Regions from separate parts of the Mus musculus genome. Here region 1 is linked to region 2. A link is a contact called in public HiChIP or PLAC-seq data. All regions are on one chromosome and are shown on one strand. Each heading gives the region's core, a stretch centred on a gene start, on an enhancer-like site or on the middle of the called end of the contact. The rest is flanking DNA. Distances are from core to core; before and after follow the strand shown.

The links. HiChIP or PLAC-seq counts read pairs in DNA pulled down with a chosen protein or histone mark.
Region 1: a contact with region 2 is called in an H3K4me3 HiChIP or PLAC-seq map of embryonic basal ganglia, with 5 times the contacts expected there. The contact joins two enhancer-like sites. A contact is called at or near these places in 1 of 15 datasets of contacts at CTCF or cohesin (stem cell-derived epiblast-like cells), 5 of 484 Hi-C or Micro-C datasets (embryonic stem cells and neural progenitor cells), 7 of 115 datasets of contacts at active chromatin or transcription factors (astrocytes, differentiating embryonic stem cells, embryonic basal ganglia and 3 more) and 1 of 9 other capture datasets (embryonic stem cells).

Annotation. Positions count from the first base shown.
Region 1 is chr2:115,851,099-115,854,409 of GRCm38.p6, reverse strand. No RefSeq gene overlaps it. Among named protein-coding and RNA genes, the nearest start is that of Gm31590, 46 kb to the right of the region's middle. Within about 2 kb of position 1,564, at least 41 of the 459 cell types and tissues checked have an H3K27ac peak or open chromatin away from gene starts, as enhancers often do. A contact at or near this core is called in embryonic basal ganglia, where this site is marked.
Region 2 is chr2:115,118,481-115,121,737 of GRCm38.p6, reverse strand. No RefSeq gene overlaps it. Among named protein-coding and RNA genes, the nearest start is that of 4930528P14Rik, 220 kb to the left of the region's middle. Within about 2 kb of position 1,442, at least 11 of the 459 cell types and tissues checked have an H3K27ac peak or open chromatin away from gene starts, as enhancers often do. A contact at or near this core is called in embryonic basal ganglia, where this site is marked.

The DNA of each region.
Region 1 (3,311 bases), core at 315-2,814, 730 kb before region 2:
AAGGTCCCCTTTAAGCTCAGTAAAGTGTAAGAGAAGTTACTGCACAACACATGGACCGCCTTAAATATATGTGTACATAGGTATTTGCGTGCCCAGGGAATGCATAGCTGTCCGTGCAACTATATAAACACAATAAAACAAACACAAGGGAGTGGACCCCGCTGCAGCTGAACTCAGAACAAGAAGCAGTCAGCACTATACTCTCACACTCACGAGGGAGGAAGGGTAGAAATCCCACTGTGTTTGGTTACAAACAGCTTAATAAAATTGGGAGGCATTGACAGTCTGGTCAGTGTTCTAAATAAATTGACACGAAGGTCCTCCAGAAGAGACAGAAAATACCTCACCATCAATCTTAAGCCACTTGCCGATTATGATTGCAAGAAAGAGATCACCGAGACTTAGCTTCTCAAATGGCTTGTTAACAGCCCCATGCCTATGTTTTGGCAACAAAATTAACTCTCCAGGAGGAAATAAAATTTTAAAATTTGTTTTGTTTTGCTTTAAAGGCAAAGAAAAATCATCCAAGGAACTTGCTTTTAACACCCTGGATTTGTTGCTGGTCAGAGACTGCTCTTCCCTTCTAGTTTGCTCAGTTGGGCCGACAAAAGAAACGGGATCAACTGATACCTCCATGGGATAAAAGAAAACACTAATATCAGCCTTTAGTTTTCCCTCTTGCTTAGAAGAACTTTATTTTTAATGTCCAGCGTTTTTGTGGTTGAAAGTTGTGCAGATGTAAAAGATGTTAGTTACCTTGTCCACAGCTATCAGGCGACTGGTGTCACTTGAATTTTGCAAGCTTTTTGTATCCATTTGAGTTCGTGAGAAAGAGAATTAGATACCAATATTGTGCACTTTCAAGTAGGTACCCTCCACCCCATCCCTCTCTCAACAGCACCCAAGCCTGCATCTGAATCCTGATGCCCTAATAACCACACTTTACAGAAAAAGGTGGTTAAGCTTTCCATCACTGGGCAGTCTGACAAAGATGCAGCCTCTCTTTGCCCCTAGAGTCCCAAGAAAGAGTGTCTCCACATACGCAAATATTTTTTTTCTATGTTTTCCTTAGAAACTTGAATTGGGTGAACATTTCGGAGGGGTCCTGAATAATTAACATTTCAAAAGGCAAAATGCTGAACAAAGAGAGACAGGTACCAACAACAAAAATATAAAATGAACCGTGCTTTAAAAAAAAAAAATCAACTGTACAGTTACAGATGCCACATCTCAACCTCTCTCACCGAGTGACCCGCTCTCCTAGCACTGAAGCCCTCTCTCCACCAGAGATTCAGGAAAACTGGGGTGTCTGGGGAGAGAGAAAGGGATGGGACCTCCTGGCAGCCTACTCTTCCCACCTGTTCCCTCCGCCCCAAGCTAGATAGAAGTGGCGCCCAGACTCCAAGTGACACTCATCAGGGTGTGTCGCCAAACCAAAGTGGAAACCCAAGTAAGTCCCCGAAGGCCCAGCAGTCTGCCAAAGGGACAAGACCTTAGGGTCGGAGGCACACGCCACCGCCCGTCTGACTGCCTGGCGGGCTGCCTGCGCTTGGGTGGACAAAAGGCTCACTGGCTACTCTAGTGTCGCAGCTGTTCTGTGTCATTCGATGGAGAGAGCAGGCGCTGCAGTGGTGGTGCGCGCGCGCGCGTGCACGGCACACACGTGCACTTGTGTCTGTATCCAGACTCAGGCACTCAACTGTCTAAGTTCCTGGCTCTACTCAGGCCCCTCAGCAGATCCCACCGCATCCCTATGCTACCTGTGTCCCCGGAGCCACGCCCAGACAGGTGTGCCCACCGTGAACCGCAAAGCCTCAGGGTAAAGACTCATGCGAGGAGAGTCAAGAGGCCATAGGCTAGGCGGGGGTCAAGAAGAATGATGGAGTTCTTCAGCTGGAATATCCCAACATTCCAGCTACTGTCACCACACTCAATCTTTCCAGCCCAGACCTGCCGGGTCCAAGAGATTGATTCTGGCAAAAAAAAAAAAAAAAAAAAAAAAAGAAAGAAAGAAAGAAAAACCTGGCTCAGGGAAACCCCGGGGGTGGCCACTGACGCCTGAGACTGAACAGGCTTGGCTTAGGTTCGAAAAACACAGTTTTAATTTTCTTAATGAAGGCGCGCTCTAGAGCTCAGCTGGTAATGGCTGTGCCGAATTTAATAGACTTCTGTCGAACAGCAGAAGACGGATAACTATCGGTTCTAAGTAATCTGCTCTAATGCAATTATTTTTTCCAGGTTCGAAAGTCATTCTGTGGAGAGGGCAGGAGTGAATTAAGCCCCCAGGGGACCTTGGACACAAGGTCCCCCGGGGGCACAAGAGACTGCCTGAAACTGGACCTGAACCTCTTGGGAGAGCTATTTGGGCTTGAGGGTGGAGTCCAGGGCTTCACTGACCTTGGTATCCTCACACCACCCCGTCTCTGCTCACCCACCCATCATTCTTCCTCCACTATTGGTCCCTCTCCCTTCCTCCATCTCTCTCTTCTTTCTCCTCACCTCCTCCAGAAGGCATGTTTCTTTCCTCTCCTCTTTGACTCATCTTTGGGGCTGACCACCATTCCGAGTTTTTCTCTCGGAAGTGTACTCACTCACACAGAAGTAAACTATGGGACTGTCAGGAGTTGAAATGGAATTGTGTGTGATGTTTAGAATATTAGTGTAGCCGTGCACACAGCTAATATATATTTCTAGCCAAAGAGGGAACCAATCCAATCCACATCGACATATAAAAGCTAGCCTCCTTAGAAGATTTTACACAAATTATCATTCCAGGAAATTTTTATTTGGAATTACCCAAGCTCTCCTCAACTATCTACTTCACTTGGCCTGAAACACAAACCTCAGGAAATAGTGATTTAAAGATGTAAAAACTAACAGGAGTCATAATTTTCCTTTGCACGTAAACCAAGCCAAACCAAGTCAAGGAAGTCACTGTGCCCAGAGGAAGCCTAAAGCTTCTGACATGGGCACTTGACCATCAGCCCAGCTACAGGACAAAGGAGGTGTCCATTCCAGAACCCCAGAATATCACCACCCACCCCCAGTGTGCGAAAACCCTGGTTTCATTGAAATGCCCACTCCTTGTTACTGTTTAGTCCTGTGGGAGCTATCTCCTTCCCCCACCCCTGCCCTGTTCTTTTTCCCTTCTGTTTGAGGTACAAGCACAAAGTTCTGTAACCATCATCTCCTCTTTTTCGCCCCAACCCTACCCTTTTCTCCCATCCTTGTCTCCTATCACAGTGGCCAAGAGCAGAGCTAGCATAGAGTCATAGGAAGCCGGGAAACCGCAAGGAGGGAGGCCCTCTTAT
Region 2 (3,257 bases), core at 193-2,692:
ACACACTAATGACTTTAGTACTGTTGAAGGAGGTGGATAGAGGCAGGAGGATGTTGGATTGTTGGATGCCAGCCTCAATGTGGTTGAGTGAGAGAGAGACCCCAACTCCAGAAAATAAGGCAGAAAGTGTACACACACACACACACACACACATACACACACACACACACACACACACACACACACACACACCACTATAAAAACTTTTCAGACAACATTACTTTACTCATATGATTAAAGTTATTTTTGCCTACTCAGAGGCCAGAAAACAGTGAGCCTTTTACACACACACACACACACACACACACACACACACACACACACACACACAAGAGTGTGTGTGTATATAATATATATATACAGAAGGCTCCATGGAGAGGTGTCACAGAAGAGGTCAATAAAAGAAACTGTTCTTTGTGCTGCTCTCTCTTCGCTTCTTGTTCTTGCTTGTTTGTTGGTTTTGTTCTATTCTGATTTGTTTGGTTTTGTTTTTTCTTATTTTATTATTATTCTTTAGATGCATATTTTTTTTTAATAAGAGATAGAAAGGGTGTGGATTTTCATGGGAGGGGAGGAAGGGAGGATTTTGTACAAGTCAGGGAGGCGAAATGGTAGTCATAATATATTTTATGGGGAAAAAATGTCAATTTTCCCTAAAAGAAAAATAAAGGAAGAAAAATAATGACCAAACAAAAACTCTCTTGAATTTTATCAGTATTTGAATTTAGATGAGAAAATTTCAAGAAAAAAAATCACTGAAAAGGTTTATGAACAGCACACTTAATCTTCTGGACTTATGGATTTGCCTGAGTGAATGCACATAAATGTACAGTGTCTCTGATGATCGCTCGTAATAGAGGGTTAGTGAAAATGTGGTTCAGGAAAAACTTTAGGAAAAAAATAACAAAGGAAATGATTAGTTGAGGTAGAAAAAAAGGTGGCATCTTGTGAGGGTTACAATGGCAGGGGACCTAATGCTTACCTGGAATCTGTGGGAGGAATTTCCAGTGCCATACACAGCTTCCTCTGAGGCTCTACGTGGCCTTGGGTGTTTTTGCTTTTTGTTTTGTTGTGCTTTGTTTTGTTTTGTTTTCATGAAGGTAGTTGTGAAATGCCCCTTGGTTGGAGTAGACGGGTTTAAGGGGAAGGCTTGTCCTCTGAGGTAGCTTGTTCTTCCCACTCCCTCCATCCTACTTAGTTCTTAAACCAGAGAAAATTCCCTTGGGAGCAACAAGGCCTCTAAGGAAACATTGCAGGGACCCGAGAGATGAGAATCGGTTTGTAAATGAGCATTTTAAACATGAAAACACTCTTGTTTTTAAAGCCAATGAGTATAAAATACCAATGGGAGACATGAGTTGACAGCTGGACTCTTCATCCGTCTGGGCCAGACATTCTGAGTGGATTGCTGAGGAGGGAAAGTAGGGCTGAGGGAGCTTGGGCCTGTTAGAATCTGCATAGAATTCTTAGGCTCACCATTTCAAACCAAATTCAAACCTTCCAGGGCCTGAGATTAAAGAGAATGTTTACAGAAAAATAAAAGGGGCTTGAAAATGCTTATTAAGAAGCATCTTAGAAATCTTTAGAATGTGTCAGCTGTGACGATTTATATGCAAATGAGCCCAAATGTGCTTAGCATATATTATGGAGGGTTTTCAGATTTTATCAAGTCCATGCTGATCATGGAGAAAGAAATGCATACCCATAGAGGCACTGGAATTTGAAGCCAGGGTGCTTGGCCCCTCCTAGAATGAATCTGAGCAAGCTGATTCCACTCAGCGTCTTAAGGACAGTTCAACTCTCAGGGCTGTATTCTGAATCTAGAGGCTTTAGAGGGTCCAGGGAGTGCGAGTTACTGTTAGAATTTGGGGATTTTAATTGAAGAGGACTTGTCAGAAACTCACCCTTTGCCTGGATGACTTAGGGACCACAGTGCTACCCTAATGTTAATTGGACTTTGTACTGTGTCTGGGCTTCAGACAGTCTCTGATCTGCAGCGACCTCTTTTGGTGGCGGGATCGGAAATGGGGTTTTGCGTCTTTACTAATCATAGTCTGAATTTCTAAATATGTTCTTAAAGTCCAGGAAATTGCTATAGTGTGGAGGATGTAGATAAATGTAAATAGAGACAACAATCTGCCACCAAGTCGTCAACCTGTCTTGACCAGGAAAGCAATGACAAGGCTTTATAACAATCTAAAATAGATCACCATGGGTAATTTTGCAACTACTGTGTTCCTGTGGAGTCCCAAGTGACTCACGGTAATCAAAAGAAGTGCAGATATGAGCCCTCATAACACAAAGAACATGGGGAGTTTGGGGTGCAAATATGTGTGTTGTTCTATCAAATATGCAAATCTTCCACTACATGTGTTATTACCAAACAGAAGTCTGGGTTATCAAATTGTTACCAGCCCATCATAGTCAGTCCTCAGACAAGAGAGACCAGCAACCACAGACAAATAGTGCTTTGTCTTTTCATATTCTGCCTCAGACTCGGCAACCTAAGCCTGGAGCAGAGGTGACATGGTAGAGAAATACAAAGCAAACACGTTTGCTTTGACTAAATAACCCCTCGTTCTCCTTCTTCTCTCATTCATCTCCCTCCTATGGTTCTGTTCATGCCTGCTCTTCTTCAGTTGTCAGATACAGCCATTTTATGTAGTAAAGGTTGCTCAAGAGGACTGATGAGGTTTTGTTTCTAAAAAGGCACCTTACTGTGTTTAAATATAAGTATGTACCTATTAGATAAGCATTTAATTTCCTTTAAATCTTTACTTATAGTCCACCTTTTCATTATAAGCCTCAGTATAAGACAGTTTTCCCCTAGACCATTCTTTTCTGAAAGGATTTCTATCAGAGATGGGGGCAGAGTTTGAGAAGACAAGAAAAGAATAGTGAAGAACCCAAACCAACAATCGAATAAAATAGTCCCACGGTGAGGTTGAAGGGGCAAGAGGGAAATGAATCATTGTAGCTCAGGGACAGTGTTGATGCCTGTAGGGGCAGTGATTGTATCTAGAGCTGTCAATGTGGGAAGGAATCAAGAAAGCTCTTTCCTGGTCATGGACATTCTGTAGGTATCAGTGAGCAGGGCAGAGGAAGATGCAGATTAGATCATGCTATCCTAATTCCATCCTTCCTTTAGTTTGACTGCAACGCTCCCTTCCAGTTCACCAATGCTAGGTTCTAAGACAATGAATTCTGACTATAGAATTTGAAGTCCATTTCAAATCTCTTATCTCTAACTATCATAT